Regions from separate parts of the Sus scrofa genome. Here regions 2 and 3 are each linked to region 1. The links are chromatin contacts, called in public Hi-C and HiChIP or PLAC-seq maps. All regions are on one chromosome and are shown on one strand. Each heading gives the region's core, a stretch centred on a gene start, on an enhancer-like site or on the middle of the called end of the contact. The rest is flanking DNA. Distances are from core to core; before and after follow the strand shown.

Region 1 (3,490 bases), core at 676-3,175:
TCTGTCTTTAGCCCGGATCTCTCTTTTTTCCCCTTTTAATTCCTTTTCTTAGGGAAAGGCACTTATCTACCAGAACCCTGAAGTCGTTAATGAAGGAAACCCCAAGTGCTCATTCCCACAGCTGCTAGAGGTTACCAAATGTTGTTTATTCTGCCTCTGGGGAATTCTCTTCTATCCCTTCCACTGCCATCGCCTATATTTAGGTTCTCATTTGAACTGGAGCATCACCATAGCATTGTAGTTTGTCTCCTTGCTTCTAATCTGTATGCCACACCCACTGATGACGGATCCTTGTTAGAGCAGATCATGTCACTGTCTTGCTTATTGCCTTCAGAATAATCTCCGTGGCTTTTAGGATAAATTCTGTTTTGTTTTTGTTTTGTTAGTTGCTTTTCCCTGAAGCCTTTTCAAAACAAAAACAAAAACAAAAAAACCCACAAAAACCAAAAAACTTTGTTATTAAGTATAACACAGGACAAGTACATACAAGATTTCTTTTCTTTTTTTTTTTTTAACCTCTGAGCTGTTTCCTCTGTTTTGAATGTCCTTTCTACCCCTCATCCACCTGATTTACTGCTCTGTGTCCTTCAAGCCTTGGCTCAGGTATCGTGTGGCCTTTTCCCAGGAAACCTTTACTACAACAACCATTTTTGGAGCAACAACAACAACCAGATGGGCAACTTTGCCGATTTGGGTGCTTCATTCTGTGCTTAACCTTTAGGAATTCCTCTGTTGTGCTATAATGTGACCACATGTACTTGTCTTTTTCTCCTCCAGAGATGGTAAAATTGTTGAGAATATATATTTCATTCATAGACCTTCGTCCATTGACTGACACTTAGGTGATACTCAGTGAAGCCTGTGTAGTCATTTAAAGCGAGGGCCTTGGGAGAAGCTCTGGCTAGTGTGAACCCTGCATTGAGACCCAAGGTGGTCTTCTCCAAAGAGTAATGTCCTGGGTGGAGAGAAGACCCTTCTGACTGGGGATGCTGTGCTGAGTGGAGAGGCGTTTGTTATCACTTCCTGTGTGCAGTTCAGCATACGACCAGCGGTCAGGACTTGGAGAAACAGAAAGATTCCTTCCCAGCAGCACACTTGGAAGTTAATTATATGCACAGCATATGAGGGAAACTTGTAGAATAAGTATTAGCAGGTTATATTAATCAGACATACTTTTAGAAATTAGAGATGTTTGTATTTTCCTAGCAATAGTCTCCTGGGATTCCCTGAAATGTTACCAATTTCTTGGGGGTGAGATTTTGGCAGATCTTATACTATCTACTCTATTTTCATATTTTAAAACATTTTAAGTACATATTTCATTTATAATTAAAAAAAAAAACCAAAATAGGCATTTCCAGCAAAGGACAGGCTGTCTGCATCTCAGGAGAAGGTCAGCAGGACAACTCTTGTGACCATGGGACAGCCTTTGTCGACCTCTTTTCCAAGCCAACCCTTTCTGGAGAAGCTCAGAAGAAATATGATGCCCCAGACTTCTCAGAGGAAACGATGAGTCCATGTAACCAAGGCCAAGCAGAGATCTGGTGAAAGTTCTGCACTCCCTGTAAGGCTGACCAGCTGCATATTCCAGAGGCCAGTTACTAGAATAACTTCCCAGCTTGTCAGTGAGGTCAGGTGCAGTCAATGGGAGAACTTGGAGAAGTCCCAGAAAGTCTCTGGAAACAGGAGATTGCAGGGACTCCAGGCCTACTGCAGTGAAGAACTTTTAAGTTCTTTGGATTTCACGAATGCCCTAAAAATAATTGCACCAAGTAATCCAGGTAAATCCCTGGGCCTCCTGGTGCTCAAAGTTTGCATACCAGCCCTGTGCCCACTGCTGGCCAATCTCCAGGAGTGGGTCTCAGTCTCTCCCAGCCCCTCCTCAGACAATAGGTAACTTCGAGAGATAGCCAGACACAGACATGGAGAGAGCAAGGGAGAGGCTAACATGGCTCTGAGAGTAGACAGGGTCACTAGGAGCCAGAGAGCAAGGAGCCAGAAGGACACCCTGAAAACCAGATGAAAACAAGAAGGTAGTGCTTAAGAAGCTGGGTGATAGGGTCCTTGGAACTGGTTCACCATGACATGGCCAGGTTTTTTACTGGCCTTTCTATGTCAATTCTATTTCTTACTCTGAACTATGACACTTTGTTATACCTAAACTGTTCGCTTTTTTTTTTTTGCCCCCTCCCCCCACATCATAAGGAGTTCCTGGGCCAGGGGTCAGATCTGAGCCACAGCTGCAGTCACAACAGATCCTCAAACGGATCCTTGACCCACTCTACTGGGACAGGGATTGAACCTGCTTCCTAGCACTTGCAGAGATGCCATTGCTCCCATTGTGCCACAGTTAAGGCTCTGTTCTTTAAAGTTAAATTGTATTTGCATTGATTCGATTAATAGCTAAAAACATTTAAAGGAATTTTTAGATCTTTTTAAAAAAATTGATATGTCTATATCTCAGTTATCCATATTGTCACATAAACTGAAAGACATTAATCACCTGTTATGAAATTTATAGCTAATTCTGACTTAAAGAAAAATTAGGTATGAGAGTGCTTTCCTGCGCTCATCTAAATCCAAAACAGTTTAGCAAAGGATTTGTCTAGTGTTAAGGGTTTTAGATTATTAATCACCTCCCTTTCCTCTTTGCATTATGAACTAAGTGAAAAATAGTCACACAACAGTCAGGTGGAATAAAAATTGTTTTATTTCTTTTTGTTCTTGTTAAAATATTAGCAATATTTTTCATGAGAATAGTGTGGTTGTGCTTCATTATTTTAAAAATCTCAGTCGAATGCTTGGTGATGCAGTGATTTGAAGAGATAGTTCTAAGTTCAGTTTATTTTAATATTTGACTTAAATAATCAGCTGAAAAAGACACCTTACAAAAATAAGGTAGATACAAGTGGAAAAATACATCACTGGATGAGTTTACGAAGTCACAAAACTCATTTTGGAAGGCAGCTGTGCTCACCACTGTAACCACCAATGCTCAAAATTCATTTTGAAATCCTTTCTACCAATTATGCAAAGTTTTTTTCTTTAAACTCTGTCTTTTTTTATCTCATCTAATTTGAATCTCCAAATTAATCAAAAGATGTTGCCTTTTTCTTTTCTGAAAAATAGGTGTTTGTTTGTTTGTTTGTTTTGCATTTTAGGCCACACCCGCAGCATATGGAGGTTCCCAGGCTGGGGGTCGAATCAGAGGTATAGCCACCGACCTACACCACAGCCAAAGCAATGCAGGATCTGGGCTGCCTCTGCAACTTAGACCACAGCTCATGGCAACTCCGGATCCTTAACCGACTGAGCAAGAGGCCAGGAATTGAACCCGCATCTTCATGCATACGAGTCAGGTTTATTAACCACAGAGCCACAACAGGAACTCCTGAAAAAATAGGTTTTTAAAGCCCACCGGAACTCTGATTGGAAGGTTTTTGAGTAGGTAACAAGTTTTATTTCTAAAGGTTTTAACTGAAAAGATAAT
Region 2 (3,490 bases), core at 688-3,187, 250 kb before region 1:
AGATTACGAAAATGTGTTGGATTTGGCTTGAATTTCAAAAGTCATTAGCAAACTAAGAACACTTTGGGTTTGGGGTTATCTGATGTTTAGGGTTGGGAGCAGGCAGTCAGAAAAAAAAAGGTATGTATTAAATATTTAAGGAGAGGAGGTGGTATTAAAAAGTTTTGCAGAGATAAATAAAAAAAAAAAACTTCAGTTTTAAGATTTGAGATCTTAGAATATATGATCCTTGAATCAGAGCTGAGAGGAACCTTTAAGATCATCTAGTCCAATTCCATCTGTTACTTAAATTTTCTTTGTGAAGTCCTGTCATTCTGTTTGGACTGAGGTCAATCATGTCTAGTATGGCTTTAGGGAGGATTCTTCCTTACCCACTTTCCTTCCCAAAGTTTACTTGTCATGTTTGAAACAAGAGGACAGGCGTCAGCTGCAAAGGCAATGTTATCTTACTAATAAGTGTATTTAGTGGATTTCAAAAGGAAATGATAAAAAGAGTATGGCTTGAATTTTGTTTTTTTGGAGGAGAATCCTAGATCAAACTTAAATAAATGGGACAGTTTAAGAAATAGTGGTTCTTTCAAGAAGGAAGTTGGGAAGGTTAGTCCTTTGTTTTTAGGCTTTGTGAAGCCAATTTAGCTATGTGGTACTAGCATGGCAGTTACAAGCCAGAAATTTGAGGAGGAGCTATATCATTTAGGAATGGCTTTGGCTAAAAGTACTCAAATGACGTGAGCCATAATATGCCACTTCACAAAACGTGTGAAAGCAGGTGATGACTGGGTGCTGGGCACAGGCACAAAGGCTGTGCGCATGTCCTGACCATTCTCGCCACCAGATGGCGAAACTGCTCTAAACATTATATCCTCAGCAGGGAGGAAGGTGGTGAGCAAAAGGGCTTTCTTTCTTTCTCTTGTCTCCCTAAGCAGGGAGAAATATTGAGGCTCCTGGCATACATCTTGGGCTCTAACTTGACCACATGCCCATCGCTACACTGACAAAAGGGAAATGAGAATGACGTGATTTGCTCGGGCCCTGAAGCTGGCCACATCATTGCCCAGTTGCAATAGAGCTTTTATTTTATGTAATTATTTTTTTAAGCAAGAAAGAAGTAGGCAATAGCTGTTGGGTAGGCTACTAATAGCCCTTGCCAGAGGAGCTCAAGAGAAATTATACACGCTAAATCCACCCGGCCCTGTGCCAAAGGCAGGACAATGCCTCTTCAGAAACTAGTAAAATGTTTTTCTTCCCCCGATAATTATTAATTTTCTGCAGTGACTTAGAAAAATTCTTGGACTACATTTGTTGCCATTAAATACTTGCATACAGAAACTGACTGTAAAACTTTTAAAAAGTCATTCTGCTTATAACCCAAACTTCTGGCTCTAGCTCTTATCTCACCACTGCATGAGTTGTATGAATCACCTCCAATTTCCATATTTTACAGGAGCCTCACACGGAGAAGAATAAATCACTTTCAAATTAGACATTCCATCTAGAACTGACAGTAGCTGATTCCCAGCACTGTCTTTTACTTCTGATATGCTTTTGGATGAGAGTAATCTTATATTTTCAGTAATTCTCAGGATAAAATTTTCTTCTCAGAGCTCATTTTATGACTTTTTTTTTCAGTTTTGAATAATAAAGCAATTATTCCTGCTTTTTGAAGTTGCATATTAAGCCTAGGAACATGAATTATTCTTTCTTTTTGAAACTGCATAAGTCCAGAAATGTTGACTTTTTAAACTATTAATGTCAAGTGATGGCTGTAAACATCTATTTTTCACCCTCTTTCTTTCAGTGTGCCTCTTTCTTGAGATCCTCATTCCTACTAGATTTCCACTGCACACCAATTATCTCAGGCTACAGCTGTTTGCTGACAGCTGTTCTCTTCTCTGCCCACCACACAGCCACCTTCTGCTGGTAATTCTACTCTTATTCCCATCTGTGGAAATCCCTGCCTCCCCAGTGTGGCTGCTTTGCCTGGGGCTTCAGCTCTGTCTCAGGCACAGAACTTGTGACCTAAATCAATCCAAATGTTGCATTCCTTTGGCCAGACTGATTCAGAATCAATGAGAAGTAATGATACCTTGCTGGGACTTCTTGAAGAGAGATTCATTCCCTGTCCCGCTAGAATTTTACCTTTAATGTAAGAGCCAAAGTGGCTGTAGCCATCTTGACCCCTTGAATGGGAACCAGTCTGAGAACAGAGCTGTAACAGAGAGAGGCACCCTGGTGATGCTTTTAAGCCTTCAATCCAAGACAGCAGCAGAGCAGCAAGCCCTATTCCTGGACTGTTCAGTTACATAATCAAGTAAGTTCCTGTTTTCTTTACGCCAGTGTTTGGATCAGGTCTTTTCTTCCTTCTATTAAAAGAGATCTAATTTATACAAAGGTTCAGAATCTCTTATGGCCAAGATATATTCTCAGATACTAAACATGTCATAAAAATTAACATGGAAAATACTTGAAAGGGAGTAAATACACTTGTAACTTATTATGCCCAATATTTTTACTCTTTTTTCCAAATAACAATAGCCCATCATCATACAATACAATATAGAAAAGAGTTTAAATTAGTTTCTCCTTTTTGCATACTTAATATGGTGCAATCATTATGATGGTGATGTGCTCTGGAGACAGTTTCCTCAAAGCTGAGCACATTTGTTTACTTTTTGAATATAAGTTTCTTTCTTTCCTTCTTTCTTTTTTTCTTTCCTTCCTTCCTTCCTTCCTTCTCTCTCTCTCTCTTTCTCTTTCTTTCTTTTGTCTTTTCTAGGGCCGCACCTGCAGCATATGGAGGTTCCCAGGCTGGGGGGTCTAATCGGAGCTATTGCTGCCAGGCTACGCCAGAGCCACAGCAACGCAGGATCTGAGCCGTGTCTGCAATCTACACCACAGCTCATGGCAACCCCGGATCCTTAACCTACTGAGCGAGGCCAGGGATCAAACTTGCAGTGTCATGGTTCCTAGTTGTATTTGTTAACCACTGAGCCACGATGGGAACTCCGAATATAAATTATTTCTTATTATCATACAATAAAATAGCCTTGAAGATATTTAGAAATATTGATAAATTACTGGTACACATAAGCCTGTAATTATAAAAGTGGTGATGTTACATTGTGGTGCTTGCATTTCTCTGGCTGTTTCTTTTGCTCAAACAGCACCATCCTGGGAGATAGCACAGCAGGCTGACCTGGCCATGTGACCACAGTCGCTGTGCTTGGCTGAGAGCTGTTTGTGTCCGGAGATGGAGATCACCGTGCAGAAACTGTTCTCTTCAGAAAAGTTTTGTTGCTAAATCAGTGCTCTAGCCTTCTGCAGGGTGGCCTTTTTCGTTCTCCACCCCAGAGGTCCACATCCTTGTCAAAGGGTAAGAAACTTTCTGTAATTGGCCACCATGGTTGTAGGGCAGTGTCAAGCCAGTTTGTCTACCTAGAGCAATCCCTAAAAACAGACCCAGTTCATTTTCAGGCACGAGTGAAACGTA
Region 3 (3,490 bases), core at 675-3,174, 230 kb before region 1:
GGTCAGCCTTGTCAGTTTATCCGAGTAAGGCACCCTGCCTCTGTATTTACTCTCAAGAGCTCCACTTGTCCTCACGTCCCACCTCCTCCTGAAGTCTCCCTGACCACTTCAGCCCGCTGTGCCACCCCTTCCAGTTCCTACAGAGTCTGAGCCGCACCGCCCCATTTAGCTCATCGTTTGAAGCTTTTCTGTGTTGCACATTGTCATTCCTGTGTTAGCTTCTTTTCCAGCATGTTGCCTGCAGATGGCAGCCACCCTTGCTGTGCCTGTTTGCCCGGCTGAGCACACAGGGCTTCCTCCAGGCACATTTGTTAGTGAGAGCTGTCCCTTCAGAGGAAAAAGGCCTGAAAAGGTCCAATGGGAGACTCAAGAGATGCAGTTGTCCTTGCAACGGGGTACCATCTTCAGCCAGTCTTGGTCTAGAAGAAGATGAAATTGATCTTTTTTTCCCTCAGCTCCCTTGGGTCTTTCCCCTCTCCGGCTCTGAGCTGACTCTGGTTGCTCTCCACCGCTGTCACTTCCTGGAATTGGACCCACGGTTTGGACCTCTCCTGGAAAAGGGATCACACGTCTCTCCTTACACTGCTGGCTCCAGGCGACATTCCCGGGGCCAGGCTGAGGGAGTAGAGTCAGCCAGAGCACTAAAGTAGCTGGGGTCTGCTCTGGGCCTCTTGGCTGAGAAGGCCAAAACATGGTCAGCTCTGCGGATTTTACTCCCTGGACCTGGGGAAGAAGGATCCAGCTCTCTTCTGTCTCTCCAGTGTTCCTCTTCCACCCTGGCCTCCTCCTCGCCGCCCCACTTCTCTCTAACCATGTCCTCACCGCCCCTGCCCGATCTTTCTGACCTTGCCCGTTACTTTTCTGGCCTCTGTTATCTCCTCTTCTTTCCCACCAGGCCCAGCTCTTGCCCTCTCTATCTGCCAGCCTTCCTTTCTGTTTCTGGTTATTTCCACTGTCTTCTCTGCCCACAGAGCAAACGGGGGAGGAGAGGTAGTCACCACTCTTGTGTGTCCCACTGGGAACTGGTGATTTCCATACATGTTTCTCCTCGTAAGAGCTAGATGTGTCATTTTAAGATGGGGAAACAGACCAATTGCACCAGCTGCGCCTCAGAACCTGGTTGAGGGTCCCCACAGGCGTTGTCTCATGCCCTGTCCCACAGCACCGGCCGGAGGTGGTGGAGGCAGGAGCACTGGGGTGAGATGTCTGAGGATGGTTGAAGTCCTCCCAAGTGGGCCACGTGCTCTGCCGCACACTTCTGAGCTCTCTGATGAGACCTTCCGAGCACACGGCCTCAAGTCACACATCCAAAGTGAAATGTGGGTGTTTAATCACTGAAGAGAATCCTTAATACTGCTCCTTCAGCACATAGCTGCCTCTTCTGCGCCTGGAACCACAGGGAGCCTATTGCTTCCCATCCTGAACTGCTTCCAGAAGCGTTAGGTGATGCTCAGTACAATTTTCAGTTGTTATCATATGAGGCCCTTAGAGACGCTTCTCAATTCTAGCAATTAGCCGCACAGGGGTCAACCAAGTGTTCTCAGCTCTAATTAACAGCTGTGTTGAATCTGGGACACATACTATTCCTTTGGGGATACACTCTTCAAACAGAAACAAAACCGGAATATCAAGCTCTTTCCTCTTTATCAGAGGCTATGAAGTCTGAAAATTATTGCTGAGGGTATTCTTAATAAAAATTCAGGGAAGCTAAGTGGCCTCTGGGCTGAATGGATGAATTTAAAGGTAAAAATGTCATCTCAGCTCTACCATGAAATTATCCAGTGGGGCTCAGGAGGCTCCAGGGAGTGCTAGGGGGATTAGGTGCCTTCCAGATGCACGCCTAGAGCCCAGCTACACCCAGCAGGCTACATGATATCATCGCCACATGAATCAAAGGCTTGCTCTCTGGCTTCAGAAGGAAAAGGAAAAGGAACAGGATACTTTGTGCTGGGAGTCCTGCCCCAAGCGGGAACTGTGCTGATGCTGCTCGAGTTGTTCTCTGGGTATGCTGGCTTCTTGCCCTGCCTGACAGCTGCAGGAGTTCTGTAAGAAATCTGAGGGAGAATTTCCTTTGCAGCTATGACCGAGAACCCAGGATCAAGAGCTTTGCACACAGAAAAGACATTACCCTTCGAAGATCCCAAGCCATCTATTAGGGTCAATAAGCAGCCAGCAAAACAGGGCAGCTGGCTGTCCCGCCCCGGATGGAGGAAATGTATTCCCCTGGGAACCAGCCAGTTGAATTTTTCTTTGCTAACTGAAGGCAAATGCACAGAGGCCTTTAAAAATAAGTATATTTCAACAGAGGAATGTTTCAAATGAGCAGAAATGTGCAGAACAATACCAATGGCCCCGAAGTAGCAAATGCTAACTTTGTGCCGTATTTATTCACATCTTTTTCTGAACAATTTACATACACATTTGAATCTTCCCTGCTTTCTCTGGCTCCACTCACCACTGGCATCCCAAGGTTGGTATGTATCTTCCTGTGTATCCACCTCCAAGGGTGAATATTCTTTCTACGAATGGGATATAGCCGTAAGCAATAGTAGCCTTCTCTCTGTTTTTGAAATGTATGTAAATGGTTTATCACTCTGTACCTCTGCTTTTGCAACATTTAAAAATTTCAACATGTTTCAAAATCATCTACGTTAGTACATGTAAATCTACTTCGTTTTAATTTCAGAGAGAGATGTTATTATATGACTATATAGAAATCTGTTTATTCCCTTATTGATAGACTTTAATAAAAAAAAATTTCAGGGGGCCATACCCACGGCATGTGAAAGTTCCCAGGCCAGGGACTGAACCCATGCCACAGTGGTGACAGCACTGACTCCTTAACCACTAGGCCACCAGGGAGCACACCCAAGAAAAATGTTTTTAAATCACAAACATGGCTGCAGCAAATAACCTTGCACGTGTCTCTTGGGGAACATAGGGAGATTTTTTTTTTTTTCTTTAGGGCAGTAGTTTCAAAGTTTTGCTCTCAAAGTTCTTTTACATTGTTAAAATTATCAAGGACTCCAAAAAGCTTTTGTTTGTTTAGATTATGTCTATTGATGTGTATGATATGTGAAATTAAAACTGAGAAATCAGGAGTTCCCGTCGTGGCGCAGTGGTTAACGAATCCGACTAGGAACCATGAGGTTGCGGGTTCGGTCCCTGCCCTTGCTCAGTGGGTTAACGATCCGGCGTTGCCGTGAGTTCTGGTGTAGGTTGCAGACGCGGCTCGGATCCCGCGTTGCTGTGGCTCTGGCGTAGGCCGGTGGCTATGGCTCCGATTCGACCCCTAGCCTGGGAACCTCCATATGCCACAGGGGCGGCCCAAGAAATAGCAAAAAAGACAAAAAAAAAAAAAAAAAAAAAAAAAAAAACCCTGAGAAATCAAAAAGTATTTATTCACTAAATTACCTAAAACAACAATAAATTCATTACATTTAACATAAATAACATGTTTTAATTTTAAAAAAGTATGTTTTATCAAGCG

The links. A called contact is a pair of places that touch in the nucleus more often than the background predicts. HiChIP or PLAC-seq counts read pairs in DNA pulled down with a chosen protein or histone mark.
Region 2: a contact with region 1 is called in a Hi-C map of skeletal muscle, with 5 times the contacts expected there. The contact joins two enhancer-like sites. A contact is called at or near these places in 4 of 47 Hi-C or Micro-C datasets (embryonic fibroblasts, epiblast stem cells, fetal skeletal muscle and 1 more) and 2 of 2 datasets of contacts at active chromatin or transcription factors (alveolar macrophages and skeletal muscle).
Region 3: a contact with region 1 is called in an H3K27ac HiChIP or PLAC-seq map of skeletal muscle. The contact joins two enhancer-like sites. A contact is called at or near these places in 2 of 47 Hi-C or Micro-C datasets (fetal skeletal muscle and skeletal muscle) and 1 of 2 datasets of contacts at active chromatin or transcription factors (skeletal muscle).

The regions. Positions count from the first base shown.
Region 1 is chr3:114,074,821-114,078,310 of Sscrofa11.1, reverse strand. All of the region lies in intron 3 of NCOA1 (nuclear receptor coactivator 1), which reads left to right. Among named protein-coding and RNA genes, the nearest start is that of NCOA1, 22 kb to the left of the region's middle. Within about 2 kb of position 1,925, at least 1 of the 83 cell types and tissues checked has an H3K27ac peak or open chromatin away from gene starts, as enhancers often do. A contact at or near this core is called in skeletal muscle, where this site is marked.
Region 2 is chr3:114,322,453-114,325,942 of Sscrofa11.1, reverse strand. No RefSeq gene overlaps it. Among named protein-coding and RNA genes, the nearest start is that of ITSN2, 39 kb to the left of the region's middle. Within about 2 kb of position 1,937, at least 12 of the 83 cell types and tissues checked have an H3K27ac peak or open chromatin away from gene starts, as enhancers often do. A contact at or near this core is called in skeletal muscle, where this site is marked.
Region 3 is chr3:114,300,470-114,303,959 of Sscrofa11.1, reverse strand. No RefSeq gene overlaps it. Among named protein-coding and RNA genes, the nearest start is that of ITSN2, 61 kb to the left of the region's middle. Within about 2 kb of position 1,924, at least 14 of the 83 cell types and tissues checked have an H3K27ac peak or open chromatin away from gene starts, as enhancers often do. A contact at or near this core is called in skeletal muscle, where this site is marked.